2 separate regions of the Gossypium hirsutum genome follow, and region 2 is linked to region 1. Evidence: chromatin contacts called from public Hi-C data. All regions are on one chromosome and are shown on one strand. The core of a region is the stretch at or near the end of the contact, and the rest is flanking DNA. Distances in the headings are between cores, read along the strand shown. Region 1 has its middle 23 kb from the start of LOC107917600. Region 2 holds the start of LOC107917671 (putative uncharacterized protein DDB_G0287975).

The links. A called contact is a pair of places that touch in the nucleus more often than the background predicts.
Region 2: a contact with region 1 is called in a Hi-C map of leaf, with 2.9 times the contacts expected there. The contact joins the promoter of LOC107917671 here to the enhancer-like site in region 1. A contact is called at or near these places in 2 of 34 Hi-C or Micro-C datasets (anther and leaf).

Annotation. Positions count from the first base shown.
Region 1 is chrD08:35,954,318-35,960,301 of Gossypium_hirsutum_v2.1, forward strand. It overlaps the pseudogene LOC107908718. Among protein-coding and RNA genes, the nearest start is that of LOC107917600, 23 kb to the left of the region's middle. Within about 2 kb of position 3,699, at least 7 of the 9 cell types and tissues checked have an H3K27ac peak or open chromatin away from gene starts, as enhancers often do. A contact at or near this core is called in leaf, where this site is marked.
Region 2 is chrD08:36,051,381-36,057,364 of Gossypium_hirsutum_v2.1, forward strand. It overlaps LOC107917671 (putative uncharacterized protein DDB_G0287975), which reads right to left and starts at 3,268. Exons shown (of 4, transcript XM_016846973.2): 1 at 2,967-3,268; 2 at 2,695-2,890; 3 at 2,521-2,569; 4 at 1,567-1,920. The coding sequence starts at 3,116. The coding sequence ends at 2,523.

The sequences.
Region 1 (5,984 bases), core at 2,449-4,948:
AAAATGCCTTCCACTTTATACTTCAGAATCACGTTCTAAATTTCACTTTATCGTCTAAATTCAGGGCATTTCAAATGCTTCAATAGATGTATTTAGGATAGTTGCAACAAAGTTAACACAAAATAACTACTGATTATGCCATTTCAAATGCTTCAATGCTTCAAATGCTTCAACTGTAATCAGCATAGTTGCAACAAAGTTAACACAAAATAACCTGAGCATCCTTAATCACGCTAAATTAGAAACAGAACCACTGATTATGCCATTACGTAACAGCAATCAGGAGCAAAACATAACAAGCAACCCATAAAAATTTTACTTTATCACAGACAACCAATCCATAAAATGGATTTCATCACATACTATTAGCTTAAGAGATGTAAGCAGAACATAACACGCAACCCATAAAACTATTTAGCTTAAGGATTGAACAATTTTTTCAATCGAACATGCAATACAAACAGTCCAAGAAAAGCCCAAAGTTTAGGAGAACAAAAACAAATATTGTCGATTTGAGCCAAAGGAAAACTAACCTGTAAAATAAATCGGGGAAGAGTGCAAGCTGCTAAAATACCTCTGGAAAGAAAAGGGAAATTGATTTTTAGGAAACAATGAAAATACCTCTGGAAATCGGTTTTTCATTCTTGATAAAATGAAGAAAATAAAAGAAACGATGAACAAGAACCGATGGCAGAACCGATGGAAGGGAAAAGAAATTACCTCTGCAAGGAAACGTGGGAAAATTGGAAGCTTGATAATAAGGGCAAAAAATGGAATACAAAAGATGAAAAGAGGGCGGAATACCTAATCGGCGCTGAGGGGGCGTAATGCCTATTACAGGCAATGAGGGTAATAGGCTGTAATCGATTCAGGTTGTAATCCTTTTACAGCGAAAACCAAACACCCGTTTGGTTGTGGGCCCGCTGCATAGGGGGAATACGCATGCATTCCCCCCAACCAAACGCCCTCTTAAATATATGTGGAATACGAAGACTGAAAAAGAAAATGAAAAATCTGGATAGTATAGATTAAATATTGATGGAAATTAATTTTAGTCTTCTTTTTTCTATCTAGTTGCATTTAACTCTGAGGAATAACAATAAATTCTGATGCTAACCGCGCAAAAGGTTCCTAAAGACAGACACTAGTAATAGATGGTCAGATTATCGGCTAAATCCGGGGTCTGAAAGAAACCTAAAATCACCAACACTTTGTACTATCTGCAAATGTTTTCCATCAAAATGACTTACAAACAGTTCTCAAGTATTGTGATTTAACATTGAGTTCAAAGATCTTAAAATGTATACATTATGACTGCCCTTTGAAGCTCATCTGTCATACATCAAACTACCTAATCATCAGCTTTCAAAATCAGAACAGAATGAACATCTAAAGAGCTCATCATTCAGCTTAGACCGGAAACATGAACACTAAGCTAAGGTAGCAATAGCCCAACTTTTAAGGGAGGCAGAGAATAAGGTAAAGGTCTCTGTTTCTCCTCACAGGTCATGGCAACAAATTCCATTTCCTACATATATACAAGACAAGCAGGATACACCTCTCGATAATGATAAGAGTAGTCTGTCAATCAAACGTAAAAAGCCACTGCAAACAATTGTATAGCTTTTGAGTTTAAAACTATAAATACGGACATGTAAAGGTACTCCAAAAGTCGAAGACAGATAGTGAGGAACAGACACTTTAATATCCCTAAATAATCTAAAACTATTCATCCAAAATCATACTACTTAAATAATAGTAAAAAAACTTATATCAATTATAGCATGTTTTCACATGGCAGCTTAATGATAGGATTATAGTTTTGTAGCATGTAATGGGAAAACATTATGTACCTTATGAGAGCAAAATGCAGGTCAAGATATCATAAAGCAATACACAGTCCTTACACTCCACATGATAGTATAGAGGGAAAACATTGATGATAGTGTGCTGGGAAATTATATTGCTTGGTTTATAAACAGTTATTTATATGGAGCAATGATAACAAATATATCACCTGGTAGTAGCTCAGTTGCTCAGAAATCCAGATATGCATCCTGCAGCCATTTATGCCTCTCTTACTAGTGATAGATATGAAACTGAAAAAGCTTCAACTGTAGTTCACATCATCCTACACTTGAACACTTCTAAAGAGTTCCAACTACATCCTTAAACAGGGAAGAATATAGGAGTGGTAAATGAAATAAACAAAAATGAAACACCATCCAAAAACAGTTTTCTTGCCCCATGTATTAAAACATCTATAATAATCTGGTTCAAGCAAAACAATCTCTATCCAAAATTAGGCAAAAATTCCAAGCCAAGGGCCAAATTCTAAAGGCTAATGCAAAACAAACTGAGTTATCAGAAAATATACAAAGTAGCATGGCAATAAAAAACCAGACTAGCTGATGTAATAACCACCCACACAAATATAATCCACCAAGCCATAAATAAGGATGCTTCTTCAATAAAATCAGAACAAGGCAATAAACCACAAACCAAGTTGTATTTGTCAAATGAGTTAGTGTCAACCTGAGATAATCCAAGAAAAACAAGTACCAATATCGGTGGAGTAAATAATTGCAAAACTGCAAGGCATAAGTAGTGGTTGTGCAATAAAATTTTTGCACGGCTAAAATCCAAATCTGAGGCCTTACTGGCATGTAACCTTTGATACCAAAACAAAACTGCTTCATTCAAAAACATTTACAGGTTTGAACGTAAAGCCACAACTTGTAAAACTGCAGAAAGCAATAAGCACAAAATCCTAAGCTTGGTAAAATCCAATTTTGAGAAACCCACATTTCCCACCAATTTGTCAGCAACCCCACCATTGTAACTATTCTTGTTAACAAGGATTTCAGCTAATGGATTAATCCAAAGTAAAGCTGTCAACAAAGTTAACATATAATTGGCATATAAAATCGTTCTAGCAAACCATCCGCAAGAAATTATGGACAAATTCCACCTAAGTTGATCAGTTCCAAGCCAAAAGGATCGTGCATTCTTGCCGGCAAGCATATACAAAAAACTAGCAAGGAATCCCATCAAAATAGCAAGAAGAATCCTCCAAGACCCTTCAACTGAATCGAAATGGAAATCGAAAACTGGCAGTCCAATTCTAGAACAAATCATAATCCCTACAAGAAACCCCAAAACGCCAAAAATGGCACTAAATTACTTCTCTGATCTCTTAGAAGCAGAGTTCTCAAACGATATCTTTGTAAGTGCCAAAAACGCTTTGGTTAAACCAATAAATCCAAAAATAACCGGTATTAAGTTCCCATTTATGAGAACCCCAAAACCCGGCTCAGACTCACCTAAACACTTGGAAAGACACAAACATGAAATGCCTAGAAAGGAGAAATCGAAAGAATTTCGATACTCATTGAAAAAGAGCCTTGTTTGAGGATGACCCTCTTCGAGTTTCAGCCTAAAAATATGGGCATTGTTCTCATCGAAATCGAACTTGACTTTAGATTTGTTCCTCTTTTTTAGCTCCCCATTGGGTATTGATGACAAATAATGGTGACCATCAAGTTGAGACCCTGAATCAGAGAAAGGTCTACGAGCAGCAGCTCTAAGACCAAAGGAAGCATTGTTGGCGCTGCCTGCTTTTTCAGGGTGGACGTAAGTGTGGAGACCTGTGAGAAAGAAAATAGGGATTTTAAAGAAAGTGAGGATTAGAGTGAGTGATAGAGAGAGCAAGGCCTAGAGTAGAAGGTGCATGTAGATGTGAAAGAAGGGTAACAATGACATTGTGTTTTTCTCCAAAAGAGGTTTTTGTTTTACAAACTTTGAGTTATGTTATGTTTAGGAAGAGTTTCGCAGTTTGGGCATTTGGGTCTTAAATGGATTCAAGAGCCCAACACAAATAAATGCCGAGAAGCATAATTCCACCACTTTCATATTTATTCTTTAACATTAAAAATAAAATAAAAGGATATAGTTTGAGGAGAAACTGAATATGAAATCAAATATGGGTGAATTATTTTGTTTTGAATAAACAAAGCATAACTGACAAGTTCTATGGGTGATTCCAACTCTTTGATTGAATCTTAAATTGTATAACGTCATGTAGAGTGTTGTCTCAAGACACTGTGCTGGCAAAATAACTTTATAGCACCCATCACATGGACGCTAGTACGAGGATCGGCATCTATATAATGTAGTCCGCAAGGAAGTCTAACCGTAGTTACAACAACAATGTGACTAGGACATTGGAGTAAGGTTGTAACAATCTTCATCCGTTTCAACGTACGGTATAGATGATAAGTGCTATCGAAAGAATTTCAAATTTTGACCAAAATCTTTCTATTATTAAAGTACTTGTTTGCATCATACATGAATGTTTAAAAAAATTTTAAACATAATTATAAATCATTTAGATACTTGAAAACCTATAGAAACATTTCTATGTCGTAAAACGAGTGTTTGAAGTTTCTTAGGTTAAAACAGGGGTCATTCAAGTTAAGGAAAGATAGAGGTTTTCTAATTACTTCTACCTTAAAACATTTTTATAAAATTCTTAAATCAATTTTAAGATAGTTTGAAGGCTTTAGAATCTGTTGCAGACACGTTAATGAAATAAACAGTAATGTAAAATATTTATTTAAATCACAAGATCGAACGAAAACAATATAGATATACATATATACATATATGAAATCTAAAAAGAAACAGAAATAAAGACTGGATCAAAATATTATACTCACAGGTAGGCAGGAAAAACGGACTAGTAGTTGAAGCTTGTTTTCACAGTTTCCTTAAGACAGATTCGGCCACCTTCAGTGTGCATCTTTGCTTGCAGATTATGGAAAATTTTGACTAATGGAGCCATTAAACCCAAATTAATGTTTGAATTAAAGGAGCTCTATTGAGGGAGAACATTAGTTTAGTCATTCAATAATCACCAAGTTGGTTCACATATATAAACATATTCCACACTTGATATCTAACCAATATGGGACTAATCTTTTCATTTTCCTCAACATAATTCACAAGTGGCTTACTTTGAGCATCAATTTCTCACTTATCACTTAAGTATTTTGAGCGTATGATATATCGTTGTAAAGGTCTCATGGAGTAGAATATAAAACCATAATTTTATGATCCAAATATCCACCTTTACGAATAAAAAATATGCCTCAAAGCTTCCAAAAAATCTATTTTTCCAACAGAATCAATTTAAAATCATTTGAAGTGGTCCGGTGGGTGATCGGAGGTGCCCAAGACAATACATAAGCCTTGGAGGGATCATTTTTTCACAAAACAGTGCAATAGTACTATCAAGACCCTAGGTATCAATACCTAAGGCCTAAGGGTCCAAACCTAGGTCCCTATACTATTCTGGAAAGCATTTTGCCAAACAAGGCCCTTGAAGTTGAAAATTGACTAAAAAACACTTAAAATCAAGCCTTAACATGTCCATATCATTACCATATGTTCCAAAACATAAAATTTCAATTTGAAAAAACATTTTAACTTATAAAAAAAAGTGTAAACACATTCAAGTCAAATAACAGAATAAAGTTTGAATAATTACATTAAAATGACTTTAATTTCAAATCAAATTTACAAACACTATATTCAATTAAGTCGCTGTGCACATGCAAAAATTGACATACCATAATAACTATTATAAATACATAATAACCTCTAATGGAAGGTGATGCAAAGCCTCCAAGTTGGAAAAACAACTTTTCGAAAAATCCAGTATCTACGTGTTTAAACAACTAATGCATGAGCTTAATAAGCTCAGTAAGTAACAATGGATAAACCTACTTATCCTACACTTGGTAAATGTTGAGTCCTCAATAAACACGTCTTTTTCAATTCAGTTAAACCACATTTTAATACTATTAATAAATTCATCTAAGTTAATCAACTTATAGGGCTCAACTTACACTTTTATGGTTTATTAACTTATCATTTTATGGAATTCATACCTAAATATTCATAAATGCTTCATATAATATGTA
Region 2 (5,984 bases), core at 2,018-4,517, 97 kb after region 1:
GGAGTGTACCAAGGCTAAGGCTAAGCATTCACATATTCGATTTACCAATTTAATTTAAATTACTCAATTTTATTTTGCAACCTTCATTTTCTTATTATTTTATACTTGTTTTTTTTCTTTATCAACTAAACTCCCCCTTTATTTATTTTTCAACTCTGCACGTATAGGTCGTGGGCACGATAGCTTCATAGACTCGAGAATTTTGTCACATAAATAGGAAAATTAGAAATCTCAATCCCTAAGGGATCGACCCTACTACTCTATACTACTATTTAATTCAATTAGAGCGTAGACAATTATATTTGGTGGTTTCGACACCCATCATTCATATAAGATACATCTAAATCGGGACACACATTTATCCAGATTCATTCTAGATGTATCTTTTAGTGTTTTTAATTTTTTTATAAAATATTAGGTTATTATTAATATTTTAAAATTTAAAATATATAAATTAAAAAATTAAAAAAATGTTTTTCCATAACCTAGTTGTCCAAATTCAAATGCATACGGACAAACATTTAGTCAAATTCATTGTAGATGTGCTTTTTAGTTCTTTTATATATTTATATATATATAAATTTAAAATTTTTTATTTATATATATTATATTGTAAATTTATATATATATATTTAATGGTAGATATTTTTATATTTTATATATTTTAAAAATAACAATAACCCAAAAACATATATATTTTTAAAAAAATTTAAAAATATATAAACTTACTAAAAATACATCTAAAATAAATCTGGTCAAATAATTGTCCAAATTTAGATGCATCTGGACAGCTATTTTGTCTAGATTCAATTTTTATATTACATTTTTTATTAACTTATATATTTTTAATTTTTTTAGTTTATCTCCAACACATGTCATACTGAAAGACTATCACGTGTTATCATTAGATGGTCATCAGTGTCACGTCAACATAAACTAACAATGTTAGTGCAAATGTACAACTTAAGTGACAGGTTACAAATTTAGATATCAACTAGGTCACAAAAAAAAAAATTCAAGTACCAACAATATACTTTTGAATAAGTTTAGAGAACAAACTACATACTTATCTTTCTGTAATTTATGAATAGAAGTATAAACTCATAATTTAAAAATGTTATATCCTGATATTAAACAATTATAATTTTCACAATTAAGAATAAAATAATATTTTTATTTTGAGTAATAGTGTGACTAATTAAGAACTAAAGCCGCTTTATAAATTAACTTACTAATTGATTGTTGTAATAAGACATAATTATTTTTTATTTGATAATCTATATATAATAACTAATTTTTCATTTATATTTTAATGTTTTATTTCAGACTAAAAATTTTAAATATATTTTCATCAAACATTGGTAATCCTATATATTTATATGTTTAAATATTGTATTTTTATTTCAATTCAGGGTTGATTTTGAAGTAACTTGGGTTTTAAAGTGTGTTATGTTAATGTTAAAAGTAACATTTTGTTATTAAACCGTGTACAAACTATGAATCTATTCATATATATCTTACATTTCTAATCATTACATAGTAAAAAGGAAAAATAAAATTCGATTCCCAGTAAACACATTTATTTATATTTAATTGAAATAAATAAAATAATTAAATCTGTTTTTACACCAGTATACAAACAAGTAAAGTATATATATACATATGATTTCCAGTAAATTTGATTTGATGTTAGAGTTGCTTTGTAGCTTCTTCAAATATCCCTTTAGATCTTATACTAATAGAAAGTTGAATCAGAAATTTTTTCCATACTCTGCCCAGCTATGCTTTATGTTAATATGTGAAATTCAGATGATACTAATGTCTTACAAGTTGTATCCCATGATGCATGATGCTATTTATATCATAAAACACATGGTGTCACTTCATCCAAATAGCTTCTTCTTGAACTGGGTTTGCATGCTGTTAGTGGATAAACAACAAATTGTTGAGGGAAGAAGATAAGTATCTCTTTAAATGCCATAGCATAAAGAATGAGCACATCAAGAAACAATACCATGGAACCAACTTTTCAAGAATCATGTTTAAATCTAAGCCTCGCATGACACATAATTATACCACACTAGATTTAGCCAATTTTTGAAGTCACAAGGATACCAATACAAATATGTCTTAATAATCACAAAGTTTAGAATCAAATTTTTACAGTTCAGCACAAACAAACTAAAAACTGGAAGAATCTAAATTAAAACTGAGTAACTGAACTAAAACTTACAACTCATGGTGGGATTCAGATACCCTATACAATGAATTTTGAATCTAGATACTTAAAACCCAAACCTCCACTTTTACCAACTGTGCTAAGACTTCATTAATGGAGATTTAACAAGTGTCATCAAAATTTATATAAAACAATTAATTAATATTACACAGCCAAAACATGACTACCTAGACGATGAGTAGATCAAGGGGGCAAAAACAAAAGAAAGCATCTCAAAACAACAAGCACCACTGACATAGTTAATTAAACAAGCATTTAGCAAGTTAGAAACATTCAAGTACCATCAGGCACCTGCCGCATTAATCTTTTCCTTAACTGTGGGTTGTGGTCCTGTTCAAAACAACAATAAAATATCAGAAATATACAAGCTTGATAAGGTTTTGCCTATGTTAGCAACTTCAAGAGGAGAATAAAAGTTATTTATTTATTTTCAGAAATGATTAGGTAAAGCTAACCAGAGATCAAGGCCGTGGGCCTGGTCTTGAACAAAATCTTGTGGCGAATAACTCCAACAACATCGAGCTCTACGCATGATGAAGAAGAAGTAGCCACGTCCATGTACTTAATTTTCTTGAGAACCACCATGGGCTTCTTAAGGGCCACTTTGGACCCCGTTAATTCATGATAGCCGACCGTGAAAGTGTAATTCTCCTGCAGATTTAGTTAACATGAAAGTGTAATGGGGCGTATCAGTGTAATAATCTAAAAGAAAAAGCAAAAAAAAAACCTGGGAAGAAGGGCGGCAAAGCAGTCCGATTTGGAGGTTTTGGAGAGAATGCTGGAAAGAAGGCTGCACTTCAACCACGCCTTGCAATTCGATAATTGCCCATTCAGGGCACTTCTCTGCCCCACAACTACACTTTACCTGGATCTGCATTCTTTTTCTTTCCCACTTTATCTGCAAACAAAAACGGTTGGATAATTGATTGATTCAAGAGAAACGGGGAACATTTAAATTGAATTTTGGGGGAATCGGCCGCCGCAGTGGCGCGGCTCTTACATTGGGGGATGCTTTTGACAGTGCTAAATTCCTTTTTTACCCTTAATTCAACTTTCCAAATTTTTATGGGCTTGACAGGGGTATATGGCCGGACCCTGTACTCAAAATTCTTTTCCAATTATGTAAACTGGGTCATTTATGGGAAAACAAAGCAAAAAAAGACAAGCAGAAATCCAAAACAAAACGAACATACACCTGGGCCAAGCCCAAAACAAAAAAACAAAAACAAACAAAGACAAATCCAGTTCAAGCAACTTCCCGCCAAAAGAAAAACAAAACAAACCCTGGAAGGAGCTGTCAACAACAGAATCCGTGGTTCGCAGCAGCCAAAGCCGAAAGATGCAACGCCAAGCTTGCCGATCAGCTAAAGTGGGGAGAAGGAGGTGACCAACGGTAGCGGCAGCGAATCGCAGACAACCCCACGGTGTCCAGAGCGAGAGATCCCCTCGGAGCCAACCAACCAAACCCAACTGCAGCCGAACCAGCAAGCCCCATGCAGTCCCTCTGCCCAAGCCAACCGAAGAACCCCAATCGTGCAGAATCGTCTTAGTCAGCTATTCCTGTCGATCCTAAAAGCCGGCTGTCGAAACCATTTTTAAATTTGAAAAAAAGGAATCGACTTTTTAAAATAAATGGGAGTCGTCACTGATATTTTATTAGGGTGTGATCGGCTCACCTTAAAACAAATTTTGTCTACGAGATTTGAGAAAATAGGTTCGGGAGTCAGTTACGCACGAGGAAGGGTTAGCACCCTCGTAACGCCCAAAATTGGTACCGATTTGATTGTTCAATATTTTATTTTCGAATTTTTGAAAAGATTTTAAAAATACGGTCCTTGATTAGAAAACTTGGATGAACTAGCTTGAATGATAAGACGTACTTATTTCGAAGAAATAAATTATCACACCCAGTGAGTTAGGGTGTTACAATTCTATCTTCGAAATTAAATGTGTTCTTTTTTTATGAAAATCATGAGTTTAAAGAAGGTTACTTGATTGTTTAAGTCAATCGAGAAATCAAAATTCAGTGAGTTAGGATTCAATTTCTCGAAATTCTTAAACCTCAAATATTGCCTTTATTTTTATCGAGACAACAAAATGCCACATTCAGTAAGTTAGGATCCAACATTTTGTAATCTTAAGAGCTTTATTTTAACAATTGTATAGTTTTAATAAAATGGATACTTGATGATATAAATTCATTGAGAAGAATTGAAGCCCAGTAAGTTAGGGCACAATTCTCTCGAGAACTCATAAACACCAAGCCCTTTTTAGAAATTTGAAATAAAACGATTGTAATGCTTTAAAGAAATGCAATTTTTGCAAACAACATAATTTGAATAGCAATATATAAAGCAGATGATGAATAACAAACCAAGTTTAGAATATGCAGCAACCAAACATATAATACATCAACATTAATGATTAAGTATCTAATAAATCAATAATCAATCTCATAAAGATATTTTTGAAAAAAGATATTTAGAAACAATTTAATAATAAATAATTAAACCAAAGCAAGCAAAATAAATAACTTCCTTTAAGAAATAAGATACTTATGTATGAAACGCGTATAAAATTTTATAAGTTGAAATCTATTATACTTTACATTTATTTGTATACACCAACAATTCCATATAAATTATATATATAGATATAATAGTCACGAGATATCATGGTGAAAATAAAATTTGGAACTATATTCTAAAATACATTATTGAGAAATATAAAGTAACATGTCAAATTCTTAAAATATATTAAGTGTGATAAAATAAATAATAATGTATCAAATTGGAAAAAATAAAAGTATATAAAAAAATTTTTAAAAAGGTTTGTAAATTTAAAACATATTGATAATAATTTTAAAAGAATAGTGTATCATATCTTAGAAATAATACTATTAATAGGTTTGAAAATAATATTAAGCCAATAGTAAAAATAAAAAAATATGAATATAATAACAGATTTATTCAAAAAACTTTGAAAGCAAGATAAAATATGAAGAAAACGTTTTTGAAATTAAAAATAATAATCCATAAATTTTAAAACCAAAGTTTCAAATGAAAATAAAATAATAATAACAAGAAAACAAAATAAAATGATATACAATAGATTCAAAATATTGATGTATAATGGTTTTGAAAATATAAAAAAAAAGCAAACTAAAATAATAATTCATTATAATTTAGACTATAATAATAGTAAACTTAAACACTATCAAAATAAATATTATAAAGAATATTAAATACTATAATATAAAAAAATAGAATAAAAAATAACGTTGAAGTTTGATAAAGAAAACTAAATTAGTATTAAATTAAAATTTTATTTTAAAAATGAAGGACCAAATCAGCAATTATACGCAAACTTTGAGATAATCCAAATCAATCGCAGAAACAGCACCGTTTGACCATCGATTTAAATGAAAATAAGGTTAAATATGCGATACAAATTAAAAAAAATGGAAAGAAATCCGATTGAAACTGAACAAAACATAAAGGGACTCTCAGCGCAAATAAACCAATAAGTCAAAATGCGCAGATCCTCCCCGGGTCGGGTCACCGATCGGATCGGGTCTTCAAACGGCGCTGTTTCGCAGTCATTACATTGACTCTGAACGTCAGCGTTTTAATGACCCCCCTTTTTAACTAAAATAAACCCTAAATAAGCTTATCACTTTTATTAAAAATGAAAATCTAAACTAAAAAAAAAAAGTATGCGCCGCTCTGTCGATTCGTCTCTTTCA